2 separate regions of the Sus scrofa genome follow, and region 2 is linked to region 1. The links are chromatin contacts, called in public Hi-C maps. All regions are on one chromosome and are shown on one strand. The core of a region is the stretch at or near the end of the contact, and the rest is flanking DNA. Distances in the headings are between cores, read along the strand shown.

Evidence for each region. A called contact is a pair of places that touch in the nucleus more often than the background predicts.
Region 2: a Hi-C map of skeletal muscle shows a contact between it and region 1, with 5 times the contacts expected there. The contact joins two enhancer-like sites. A contact is called at or near these places in 6 of 47 Hi-C or Micro-C datasets (embryonic fibroblasts, fetal skeletal muscle, heart right ventricle and 2 more) and 1 of 2 datasets of contacts at active chromatin or transcription factors (skeletal muscle).

Annotation. Positions count from the first base shown.
Region 1 is chr4:50,489,023-50,495,529 of Sscrofa11.1, forward strand. The region is part of intron 1 of WWP1 (NEDD4-like E3 ubiquitin-protein ligase WWP1); the gene reads right to left. Among named protein-coding and RNA genes, the nearest start is that of WWP1, 17 kb to the right of the region's middle. Within about 2 kb of position 4,044, at least 6 of the 83 cell types and tissues checked have an H3K27ac peak or open chromatin away from gene starts, as enhancers often do. A contact at or near this core is called in skeletal muscle, where this site is marked.
Region 2 is chr4:50,859,164-50,864,933 of Sscrofa11.1, forward strand. No RefSeq gene overlaps it. Among named protein-coding and RNA genes, the nearest start is that of ATP6V0D2, 110 kb to the left of the region's middle. Within about 2 kb of position 3,603, at least 4 of the 83 cell types and tissues checked have an H3K27ac peak or open chromatin away from gene starts, as enhancers often do. A contact at or near this core is called in skeletal muscle, where this site is marked.

The DNA of each region.
Region 1 (6,507 bases), core at 2,794-5,293:
CCACTGAGCCACAACAGGAACTCCTCAGAATTTTTTACTTTTACCAAACTCCCCATATAATTACCCCTGTGGTCTCCTAAGGATCTGAAGACATTTCCAACTCCCTGAGTAGCTTCTGAACACTTAATCCAACTGCTGTTCCCCCACCCCACACCATCACCCTCACTCCAGGCTCCCTCCACATCTGTGCCAACAACTCCCTGGCCTGTGTCTTGCCCACTCTCATTCCCCTGATTAGCAAGGAGGACCCCCCACCCCCACCCCGGGCTTGAAGGCACCACTCTGCTTGCCATCTCCACCACTGCACTCTCTTCGGACTTGTCCACTTAAGCTCAGGGCCCTCATGCCCCCAACCTCTCCTTGTCCTAGTAGCACCCAGTAGCAACACTTTATGTCTGCACAGCACCTCAAAGTTTCAAACTTTCACATTCCTGTCTCAAGAAAATAGGCTATGTACAACCATCTCAAATTTTAACAATTCAACATGATTTTTAATTCCTATTCTATCTCCCATGGGGCTTTTCTTCCTCAACCACTATGTGTCTTCCTCTCCCTTAAAATAAACTTGGTACTAAGCATGCGATATACACTTCTTTTAATTGTCTGGGATAGAAGCTAGCTGATTTCTTTAAAAGTTTACTTGCCCATACTAATCTGTCCGTATAAATTTCACTGATTAATCTGCTTAAACGCAAAACAGGAACTTCACCCTCCTTGAAAATTTACTGGGTGCAAAGGAATAATAACAGTGACTTGAAGATCACCTGCAATATCCACCAGACAAAGGACAAATAAAGATGGGCATCCACAGGTACTTTTTATCTTCTGACTGAAGTCTCGGTGTTATTTTCATCCAAAAATGCCTGTCTAATCATAGTATCTAATAACCACAACTCTCTCTCCTCCATCTTTCTGTACTTTCAGTGAATCCAAACTTCTTTTTAGTGCACAATACATGCCACTTTATGGGAGAACACAGGAAGTGCTTTTAATGAGGAAAATGTATTTATCTTCAAAATGCCAAATATCCTAAGTCAGTATTAATATCCAACTCCTGCTATCTCCACCCAATTTCATATTTTCAACCAGAGGAGGTAAATATATTAATTTCCCCCAAGCCTTTTGGTTCTGTTTTCTCTCATCTTCCAATTTTTTTTTACCTCTTCTTTTCCAACAACACAATCTACCAGGGTCTAGTTTGAATTTGGATTTGATTTTCTGCTCTCACGTTTACTAAGAGGCAACATAATAGTGGTTAAGAGAGTAAATTCTGTAGCCAGACTGCCTAGGTTCAGATCCTGGTTCCACCACTAGCAAGCTCCTTTACCCTAGAGTGCCTCAGTTTTCCTATCTATAAAATAAGAAAGATAACAGTACTTACACTGGAGGGTTATTAGGAGAATAAATGAATGAGTTAATATTGACAAACTGCTAAGAAAACTATCTGGTACACAAATGCTTAATAAATAAATCGACATGACCTTGAACTAGTAACTTAACCTCTCTCTAAACAACAGATATCTTAGGAGAGGTTAATATTATATAAGCACTTTGTGAATTACAAAGTACTATATAAATGCTAAATTATTAAGCATATAACAAAAAACAATATTAAATATGAGACAATGAAAAGTAAACCATTTATAGAAAAATACATATAGCCTTGCTATATTTATTGTAATGTTATCAGTTAATTTTTCTCAATACTGAGGTTCATTTTTATTTTTTTATTTTTTGGTTGTGCCCCTGCCATGCAGAGGTTCCTGGGCCAGGGATCAAACTTAAGCACAGCAGGAACAATGGTGACTCCTTAACCCCTAGGCCACCAGGGAACTCCTGGGGTTCTTTCTAAAATGTAACGCTTAGGCCTTTTGAGACACTCACGCCACCTACTTTATTTTAAATAATTTCTGATGGAGAGTCTTATAAAAATAGACTACACATAATCCTGACCTAGTATTAAATCTTTAAAAATGAAGTACCCCCTCCTACTTTCCCAAGTGACCAAGTACCTTCACAACTTTCACCTCCTAAGATACACACCCTCCCCTCATTTATACCATCTTCTTTTTTACAGACTGTGTATTATTTTTTAAAAAAGACAAAACAAGAACAATTTAAAAAAAAGAAAAAAAAAATGCCTTGACCAATTAACTTCTTTGTCACCCCCCACTCACAGTTCCACCTGTGGAATCTGGTTGCCGTCCCCCTATCACTCTACTGACATATTTCCCATTCTCTTCCATGATCAAATATTTGCCGCTTCATACCCACTCCCTCTTGGACCCCCTACACTGTCAGACAAGATTTCACTTAAAAAACAGTGACTGGTGGAGTTCCCGTCATGGCGCAGTGGTTAACGAATCCGACTAGGAACCATGAGGTTGCGGGTTCGGTCCCTGCCCTTGCTCAGTGGGTTAATGATCCGGCGTTGCCGTGAGCTGTGGTGTAGGTTGCAGACGCGGCTCGGATCCCGCGTTGCTGTGGCTCTGGCGTAGGCCGGTGGCTACAGCTCCGATTCAACCCCTAGCCTGGGAACCTCCATATGCCGCAGGAGCGGCCCAAGAAATAGCAACAATAACAACAACAACAACAACAAAGACAAAAGACAAAAAAAAATAAATAAATAAATAAATAAATAAAATATTAAAAAAAAAAAAAAAAAAAACAGTGACTGGGTCTCCATGTTCTCCCTATGAAATCCTCAAGCCTCTAATCTTCCAGTAAAAGAAAATTAACTTACTATGGGGCAAAGAAGAGCTGATCAATAAACAACTAGACTATCAGGCACTTCTTTTAACACTTTTTCTGAATTAAATCACCTAGTGTATATATGTACATACACTAGGCATGTTTCTAAAACGCTAGGATTACGAAATTATCTAAGATACGTTCTTTGCCCTCAGTGAGTTTATAATTTAGCAGTGCAAACAGACAAGGAAATCAGCCACTTCAAGCTCACAGACAGGGATGTGCAGAGAATACTACAGAAGCACAGAAGAGAAGCGTCTAAATTAGATTTTGTGAGACAGGTGAAGAGGTGTCAGGAAAGGCTTGTGAGAGAATGGTAACAAGAATTGTGAGGATGCCTACTGAGAGGAATGAAGTACTGTGGAGACCTTCTGCATTCAGAGAATTGAGACCACCAATATGGGCAGCAAATACACAAGTAGTTTTGCTCAAAGAGTTGTGTGGAGAAAGAGTTGCAAGAGATGAAATCGTAAGGTAGAAGAGAAAAAAAAACTGCACCCATTAAGAAAGCCGGAGAGACGGTGCATTTTCAGCAGGGAAGGAACACACTTGTTTTGGAAAAACTGCTCTAACAGTGTTGTTATGAGAGTAACGCGAAAGTGGGCTAGACTAGAAATAGCCTGAAATAGAGAAAGAAGCAGAGATACCAGAATCTATGATAACTGGCGGATTATCAGATTCAGGAATAAATGAAAGGGAGGTTACTTTTTACCATCTCCAACATACTCTCTTTTCCAAGCTTCATAATTTCTTTTTTTCTTTTTCTTTTGTCTTTTCTAGGGCCGCACCCGCAGCATATGGAGCTTCCCAGGCTAGGGGTCTAATCAAAGCTGTAGCCGCTGGCCTATGCCAGAGCCACAGCAACGTGGGATCTGAGCTAGGCCAGGGATCAAACCCAAAACCTCATGGTTCCTAGCAGGATTCATTAACTACTGAGTCACAACAGGAACCCCCCAAGCTTCGTGATTTCTCATCTAAACCACAAACACATGGTAGCCCTGCCCCCCAGCCCAACTCTTACTCCCAATACCACATCCACCCTCATCCAGTGTCCAGTGAGCTTTCCAAAACAGGATGCATCCCAATAACTCTGTTTTGCACTCCAATGTTCTCTCATTTTAATTATAATCGATCTAAACTCATGTCCCCATGTGATCTGCAGCCCCTACCTCTCCTACTTCTCTCCTCTCCCTTTTCTCTCTCACAGGCATTCCTGCCACCCCAACCTGCTCAACTTGCACTGCAGAAGGACCTCTGTGCCTCTGTGCTTACTGCTTCATCTGATACTTCCTGGCTACCTTCTCAGTCTTAGGGCTCAACTCAAATGTGATCCATTCAGAAAGAATCTCCTGTCAGCCTAGACATAGCAAAAGCCTCACTCCTTCAACTACCACCTCACCCTTTTTACCTTTCCTAATAATTCCCAATTTTTAATATTTATTTATTTGATCCTCTTACTTCCATCTCCAACCCCACCCCACCCCTTACCTCCAAGTACAGGGACTCTGTCTTATTCTATTCCCAGAATCCAGGCTATAGCCTGAATGAGGCAAGGCTCACCCTCCCCAAACATTTACCGACGGACTGAGACAGAACTCAGTCAAGAGACAGATGCTGGAGGTAAAGGTATGCACAACATCCCATAAGCAGAGCTTAAGAATGAACTGAGCCACCTGCTGTGACAGGTGCTCTGTGGATGTACATGCAATCACCCAGGAGAGGTATACAGCCTACAATTAGCAGAAGGTCAGATAGCAGCCAGGGAACACCAATCCTGAAAGGCTGAATAGCAGACAAGGACTATATGCACAGGGTTGAAGAAAACCAAAAGAAAACTTGAAGAAAGAATTTCAAGGAGAACAGGATTAACTAACCTCACCAAGTGCCCCAGTAAGATCAATAAAAAGAGAAAACTGTTTACTGGACCGCATGCATGTTACCAGGCCTTTAACAAGAACATTTTTAATGGAGTGGCAGGACCAGAGGGCAGTGGCTTCAAAGATAAATAAACAGCCAGAAACCTCGATTCAGATGTTTGACTGTGAAGGAAAAGAGATAGAGGCATAAAGGGAGATGTACCTAGGTTTGTTTTTGAAGACAGAAGAGAATAGAACATGCTTTCAGGAAGGAAGAAGCTGACATTAACAGAAGGGACAATGATTACTAAGACAAGACCTCTGAGAAGACAGGAGATTGGTTGAAGTTTAACACAGAGGGCAAGAGACAATTACTCGTACACTGAGACTAGAAAGAGAAAAGAGTGGATGAGAATGCAGATATCTCTGAACTGTCCGGAAAGAAAGTGAAGGGAATTTTACCTGCCAATTCCCTCAGTGGAGGAGGTACTCTTTGAGGCACTGGGAATACAATGGTCAGTAAACACAGATAAATCTCCCTCTTTCAGCAGGGATGTGGTAGGTAAGGAATTTGAGGCAGGTAGGGCAGAGACTTGGGCCCAGGTGAGAAGCTGCACCAATCCTCACAGATGTATGGTTTTGTTTTTTTTTTTCCTCAACACATTTTTTATAGTTCAGGTTTAGAAGCAAAAACACGTTAGAGCTGGCTGTTTAGAGCATAGGTTACAGAAAAGAAAAAGGCATACCCTAGCTACCATCAAATTTGTCATTCAAATTCATTCTCTCTTGACATCTTCGTTCATTAAAATTATGCCAGAAAAAGTAAAATAATTGTTATTCTCCAGAAAAGCTCTTTGCCCAAAGCTCACCAATGACAAATATTTCCAATCCACTACCAGTTTTCCTTAACCTGGCTGCACCGGGAGGGGGCGGGGGGGGGGGGATGACGACGATGGACTCCCACAGACACATGTGTGCACCAGTGACAACCTACATGTTATTCCCACGCCCATCTATCTAATTTCTAACTATCCCTCAAGATTCAGTTCAAGCATACACAGCTATAACCAAGTTTTTCTTTATCTTTTCCACTACACCATAAATTTCTTTATTACTACTCATCTTTATAATTCCAGCCCCTAGCTCAGTGCTCAGCCCTTACTATACACACAAAAAATGTGTTAAATGAAGATTAACAATTAATACATTTAACCTATAGACTAGTTAGAATGTTTAGATTTTAAAAAAGAGTACTTTGGAGTTCCCGTCGTGGCACAGAGGAAACAAATCCGACTAGGAACCATGAGGTTGCAGGTTCAATCCTTGGCCTTGTTCAGTGGGTTAAGGATCCAGCATTGCCACGAGCTGTGGTGTAGGTTGCAGACGCGGCTCAGATCCAGCCTTGCTGTGACTGTGGTGTAGGCCAGCAGCTGTAGCTCTGGTTAGACCCCCCTAGTCTGGGAACCTCCATATGCTGCAGGTGCACCCCTAAAAAGACAAAAAGACAAATAAAATAAAATAAATAAAAATAGAGTACTTAAATAGCACAGAACTGAAAATTTAAAATATTATATAGAAAATCCTACACAGGTGGGGATGATAAACCACTACCCTTTCCTATCTTCGCTCTGATAATTCTGAGCATCAGGTACAAGTCCACCTTTCAATGTGATTTTTTTCTCCACAGCCCACAATAATGGCTCAATACAAAAATGTCCAAAACAAAGGTAAAGGATATGTTACTCAAAATATTAATTTGTCTTATTAAATACTCAAATGTCCAAAAGTATATGAACAACAGAAAAAAAACACATTAAACTTGGACACTTTCGGTCCCTAACTAAATATTCAAAATCATTTAGAAGTCATAAGCTAATTCCCAAACTATACATTAATCAGA
Region 2 (5,770 bases), core at 2,353-4,852, 370 kb after region 1:
TCTTTCCTAGGAGCCTGCCTCCTATTTGCATTGGATTCACAGCTAGCGGCCACCTAATCCTCTAACAAACTTGTCAACTGACACATTTTATATAGAGAATTGAATTTTTAAGGGTAGCAAGTTAAAGATCAAAAACTTTTTGGGAGTTCCCTGGTGGCTCAGTGGATTAAGGATTTCGTATTGTCATTGCTGTGGCTCTGGCTCTGGTTACTATTGTGGCGCAGCTTTGATACCTGGCCTAGCCAAAACACCAAAAAACCAAAGTATCTTTTCTTTTCTTTTCTTTTTTTTAGCCTTGCCCAGGGCATGTGGAATTTCTCAGATCAGGGATGGAACTTACACCACAGCAGTAACTCGAGTCACAGTAGTGATGTCAGATCCTTAATCTGTTGAGCCACCAGGGAATTCCTAAGTTTTTTTCTAAGAGGTTGTATAAGAAAACTTGTTTGAGTAATAAAAAGGGATGAACAATTGATACAATGTAACAATATGGATGAATAAAAAATTATGCTGAATGAAAATAGTTAGACCATATACAGTATATATCATATGATACTGTATATGTAAGACTTTAGAAAATGCAAACTAAATTGGAGAGGGTTGGGAAGGGACATGAGGAGCAGATGAAGACTTTGGGGGGTAATGTATAAGTTTGCTATCTTGATTGTGATTATGATGTCATGATGGTACAAATAGGCCAAACCATATCAAAGTGCGTTTTACTTATTTATTTATTGCTTTTTAGAGCCACACCCATGGCATATGGAAGTTCTCAGGCTAGGGGCCAAATTGGAGCTGCAGCTGCCATGCTACACCACAGCCCCAGCAACCTGAGATCCAAGCTGCATATGCGACTACACCATGGCAATGCCGGATCCTTAATCCACTAATCTAGGCCAGGGATTGAGCCCTGGTCCTTATGGATACTAGCCAGGTTCATTACCACTGAGCCACAATGAGAACTCCCAAAGTGTGCATTTCAGATATGTACAGTTTACCATATAAAAATTATACTTCCATAAAGCTATTAAAAAACAAGCAAATGAACAAAACCTGATGGAGTAAGGATCTGAATCTGCATTCCTTGAACCAAAACAGATGGCCCCCTACTCTATCTACCTGTAAAGTTGTTACCTTAAAACTGAGTTCGTCTTTCAGTGGGTTTTGAGCTAAAAGACACAACCAAGCCAAAGTGGGAGAATGAAGGATTTATTACTTTCAGCAAGTAAAAAGAATACCAGGGATTTTTCCCAAAGCAGTGTCTCCCCAACAACAAAATTTAAGCTAAGGGTACATATACATTCATGAAGGGGTTTAAGCTGTCAACAGAATTCAAGTATTAAGTCACAAGGGTCAGAAAGGGTCAACATCATCATCCCTTATGTTACAAGCAATCTGGTCATAGAACTGGGGGAGTGTTTACAGCTGATATCTTATTTTTACTACTGTTACTTCTCTTACCTGATAACAGTGTTTTGTTTCTGCATTCTTCTGTTCCTTCAAGGTCATTAATTACTGAGACAAGTTCAAGGACAAGCATTGTGGCTGGGCTTAGATCACAAAATGGCTTAGACTAAAAATGGCTTCTCATGTCAAGAAAGCCATGCCTGGTTCATTCTCCAAGGACACTCCCCCACACATAAACACACACGCCTTATCTGCTTATAGAGTCATCTTTGAGAGTAGTTACTACCTCTCCTTGTAGGATACAGAGCTATAAGGTGAGAAGTAAAGTGACTTAAAGACCACTGGTGTGAGCTGCCTCTTCTACTCTGCTGCCTATAAAGCCACAGTGCTGGGAAGTGCTGGATGGGGGTGTGTGTGAAGGGTCTTGGAGAAGCGGAGTGTATCCAGCTGTCAGTTCCATCCCCTCAGAAGTATCAGGAAGCTTTATTTGAGTAGCCAATAGTGTTTCTGACTGAAAGTTTCATGGCAAAACAGACATTATTATTTAAATTAGGGCATTAGGCTTGGCCCCTGTGGCTAAATTAGTAAATCCTTGTGATTTGTCCTTCACTTTCCTTCTCTTTGTACTACTTCTCTGAGTTGCTTAATTTAGCCATTTCTAATTTAGCCATGAAGGGAAAAAAGAGTTTGCTAACCATCGTTTTTTGTCTACTTAGGAACTTGTTTAAAGATGCTGAGTTCCTTTAAGATAGGGAACCTTCTTTTAAGGTGTCTGGGGTCATGGTGATACTATTACCAAAATTCGGCCTCTGTGTGCTGGTGCTGAATTGAAGCATGGAGATAGAGTTTTGGGTAAAGGAGAAAAAGATAGCTTTATTGCTTTTCCAGGCAAAGGGGGCCACAGCAGGCTAATCTTAAAGCCTGTGCTCCCCTTTGGAAGGGGTCAGGAGGTGGTTTTATAGTTTGGAGAGTGGAATAAGGATCAGGGCCACAGATAAAGTTTAGGGCAGAGGCTAGCTTGCGCTGTTTCTCAAAGCTGGTGTTCAGTGGCCCCAGGACAGGTTCCAGTGGTCCTCCTTCCCGGAATGAAGAATGCTTCTTCAAGTAGATCTTCCGTTTGTTGGGGGTTTTATTTCTACAGAAAAGCTCAAAGATATTGTTATGTACATTCCTAGAGGAGGAACCAGGACCCTGCCCCAGGGCTGCACTGCTGCTCCCTGGTCTCTGCATCCCCTCCCTTCCCTGATTAGCAACTGCCCTTTGTGACTCAAGGAAGGTCAGGGAGGCTGAGGCTCATTCCCTAAAAACAAGTAATGGAGGACAAGAAAGCTTATGTGCCTAGGAGCTCCACAGGGCACTAGCTCGGTTACAATACAACTTAGTTTTAATGTGTTTGGATTTCAAAGCCCTTTAACCACACCAGCCCCTCTGGCTTCTCACACTCCCACCCTCCTTCCCCTGCACCTCTGGAAATGCAGCTGGTTCCTGTGATGAAAGTCATAGCTGGTCAGAGATGGTCCAGGAGAGGACCTTAGGCTGACACGTCCCTCCCCAGTGCTCTTCCCTGGAGCCAGCTTGCCAACAGGACTCTGAGGTGTCTGGGGGAGGAAGCCCTCTGCCATTTCCCCAGCCCCTCACAGGTGCTGGAGTTCGCCTTATTCATAAGCAAATCCTCATTTCAATTATTCAGTATTTCAATATTTCCTGCCAATTGAGCATTCTCTCATTTCATGTGTAAATCATAAAATTGGGCTGCTCAGAATTTTTTTTTTTTTTATTAGCGATGTCTCCAGTAAACATCCAGTGGTTTAAATCCTGTTGTCTCCTAGGGATTAATTATTGAGTTCCTGAACTGAACTCACACCAAGTATCAGCCTTTTTAGCAACAAGCTTAAAAGGTATAGTCTATGCAAAGGGTATTTTATGGAAATAAGATTTGAATTATTAAAATAAAACCCTATAGTCTTTCCTTCTTGGAAGGAATAAGGAGTCATTTTTCTGCTTATCTTTATCTATCTGTCGAAAAAGGAAAAAGCAACTTAAAATGTCAAATTTCATCAGCATCTAAGACACCCACATGGATTTAAGCCCTGAACAATCTCTTTCTCCCCCCAGAAAATTAAATTAATCCATGCCTGAAAGCATAGCCCTGTTTCCTTTGCTTATTTTTGTCCCAGAGTACATCTAATCTCTCCCTGCCTGTCTCTTCTCTAATCCTGCCTGTGGACCTTAACTCCCTGAGGTCAGGCAAGGCTGCATCACAGAAATTAATTTAAATTATCTTGAGATAAAGCAACTACCTAAACTATTAGTATATTTTTAAGATATTTGGAGGTATTGCCTCACTTTTTTTTTTTTTTTTTTTTTTTTTTTTGATAACTCTTCTGGGAAGAGAGCAAAGCAAACCATAAAGAAATCAATGAGTAACTGCCCAGAAGCCAAAGAATATCAGGGTTTGGGGGGTGGGGAGAGTCTCCATGTTGAGGGCACAGCAGGGGTGGGGGGGGCGGCTTGTCTAGGCTCTACCATAGGAGGGAGAGTGGATGCTGGTGAGGGTTGATGAAATCAGGCTCCTGAAATGGGAGAAGGGGCACAATCTTGCTTTTGTGAGAAGGCAGCTATCTAAGGCACATTTGGGAGTATATTAGAACTGAGGGGGGGGGGGATGACATAGGAGAGAGTTCAGTGACACATTCTCTGAGCTTGTTGGTCTTGGAGTCCCTCAAATTCTCCCCCTTTTTATTGAGATCTGTAAGATTGCTGGTTTGATATTCTCAGAGTAAATAGATCATTTTTCATCCACTCAGGGATATAAAGTCAATGCTTACTATTTATACTAAATATATATTTCATGGATAAAGCAAATAGCCTCTCTAGGTTGTCTGCCAAAGGAAACAATCTTCTGGCTAAGCACTCAGCTGAGCAGATCACCTTTCATAGGTTTGCTGATCAGCCAATTCACTCCAGTATTTCAAAAGCATAGTGAACCTCACACTGCAGCACCTATATCCAAATGCACTTCTAAAACTAGTGCAATTCTACCTTGGTAACAAGGGCCACAGGTGCTTACAAAATGGTTGCTCTTCTGAGCATCCTAAAAAAAAAATAATAATAGTAATGATAAAAATCATTTGAGAGTTAAAGCAACACAGAAGGTATTTCTTAATTTATTATTTCAAAAGACAAGCACAAATGAAGAAAAATAGTTTCTTATTGCTCACGAGAGTTATCAGAGTTTTATTTTAGATTTTAGTAAACTTTACAAATAGCATTTTGCTGTATAGAAGAGTTTCTATGATAATAATTTCAAATATAGGCAAAACTGTTAAATATACCAAGTTGGATTATAAAGTTTCTTTTTTTTGATGGATTATAAAGTTTCTTAACTCCACTTTGGATATTGAACTTTTAAACACTTCTGACACATTTGATTTCCATAACTTTTTCTCAGCTGTCTATAAATAGACTTTCTCTAACATATATGGCACAATACTTTACCCAGGATGTTTTGTGGTATTGGATTTAGGAAACTACAAGAATCTGTTAAGATGCAGAGGAATAAGTGGTGAAACTTCAGGAATGGTGACAAAATAAGGGGAAGCCATTGTAGGACCAGGGCCATCCCCTAGGCACTGGGCACTCAAGGCTAACAAATAATTGAGCAAAGTTTAAGGGTGAGGATGGTAACAAGGATGATTCTTTACCCCAAACATGACTCCAAATTCACCCAGATTCTCTCCTTCTGTTCCCATCACACTCATGCTCATTTTCTGCCTCTTGCTTGGAGTCTCATTTATGTTCTTTCTCTCTTCAACTAGGTTGTCTAGTCACTGAGGGCAAGAACACTTCTATACACTTATTTGTGATTCCAATACCTTCTACCAAATGTAGTTTCAGTTCTTCAGTGCAAATAGCAGATACTTTGTTTAACTTCAGCTTGAATTATATTTATTGAAAATATGAGTTAAGAGCTTGAAAGCTTGAGGGGAGTGGGGGGATCCAAGTTCAGGACACATAGTGAGGTCTAGGAGATCTCCGCAGCAGGAAGCATTCGAGAATCTCCCACATGCCCAGCTACTGCAATCAATCAACTCTGTCTGCTTGTCTATGTATGTGTCACTCTGCCCACAAATCAAAAATGCCTTCATAGTGGAGTTCCTGATGTGGCACAGTGGGTCAAGAATCTGACTGCAGCAGCTTGGGTTGCTACAGAGGCACAGGTTTTATCCCTGGCCTGGTGCAGTGGGTTAAGGAACTAGTGTTGCCACAGCTGCGGCGTAGGTTGCAGCTGCAGCTTGGAGTTCATCCCTGGCCTGGGAATTTGCATATGCTGGAGGTGCAGCCATAAAATAAAACAAACAAA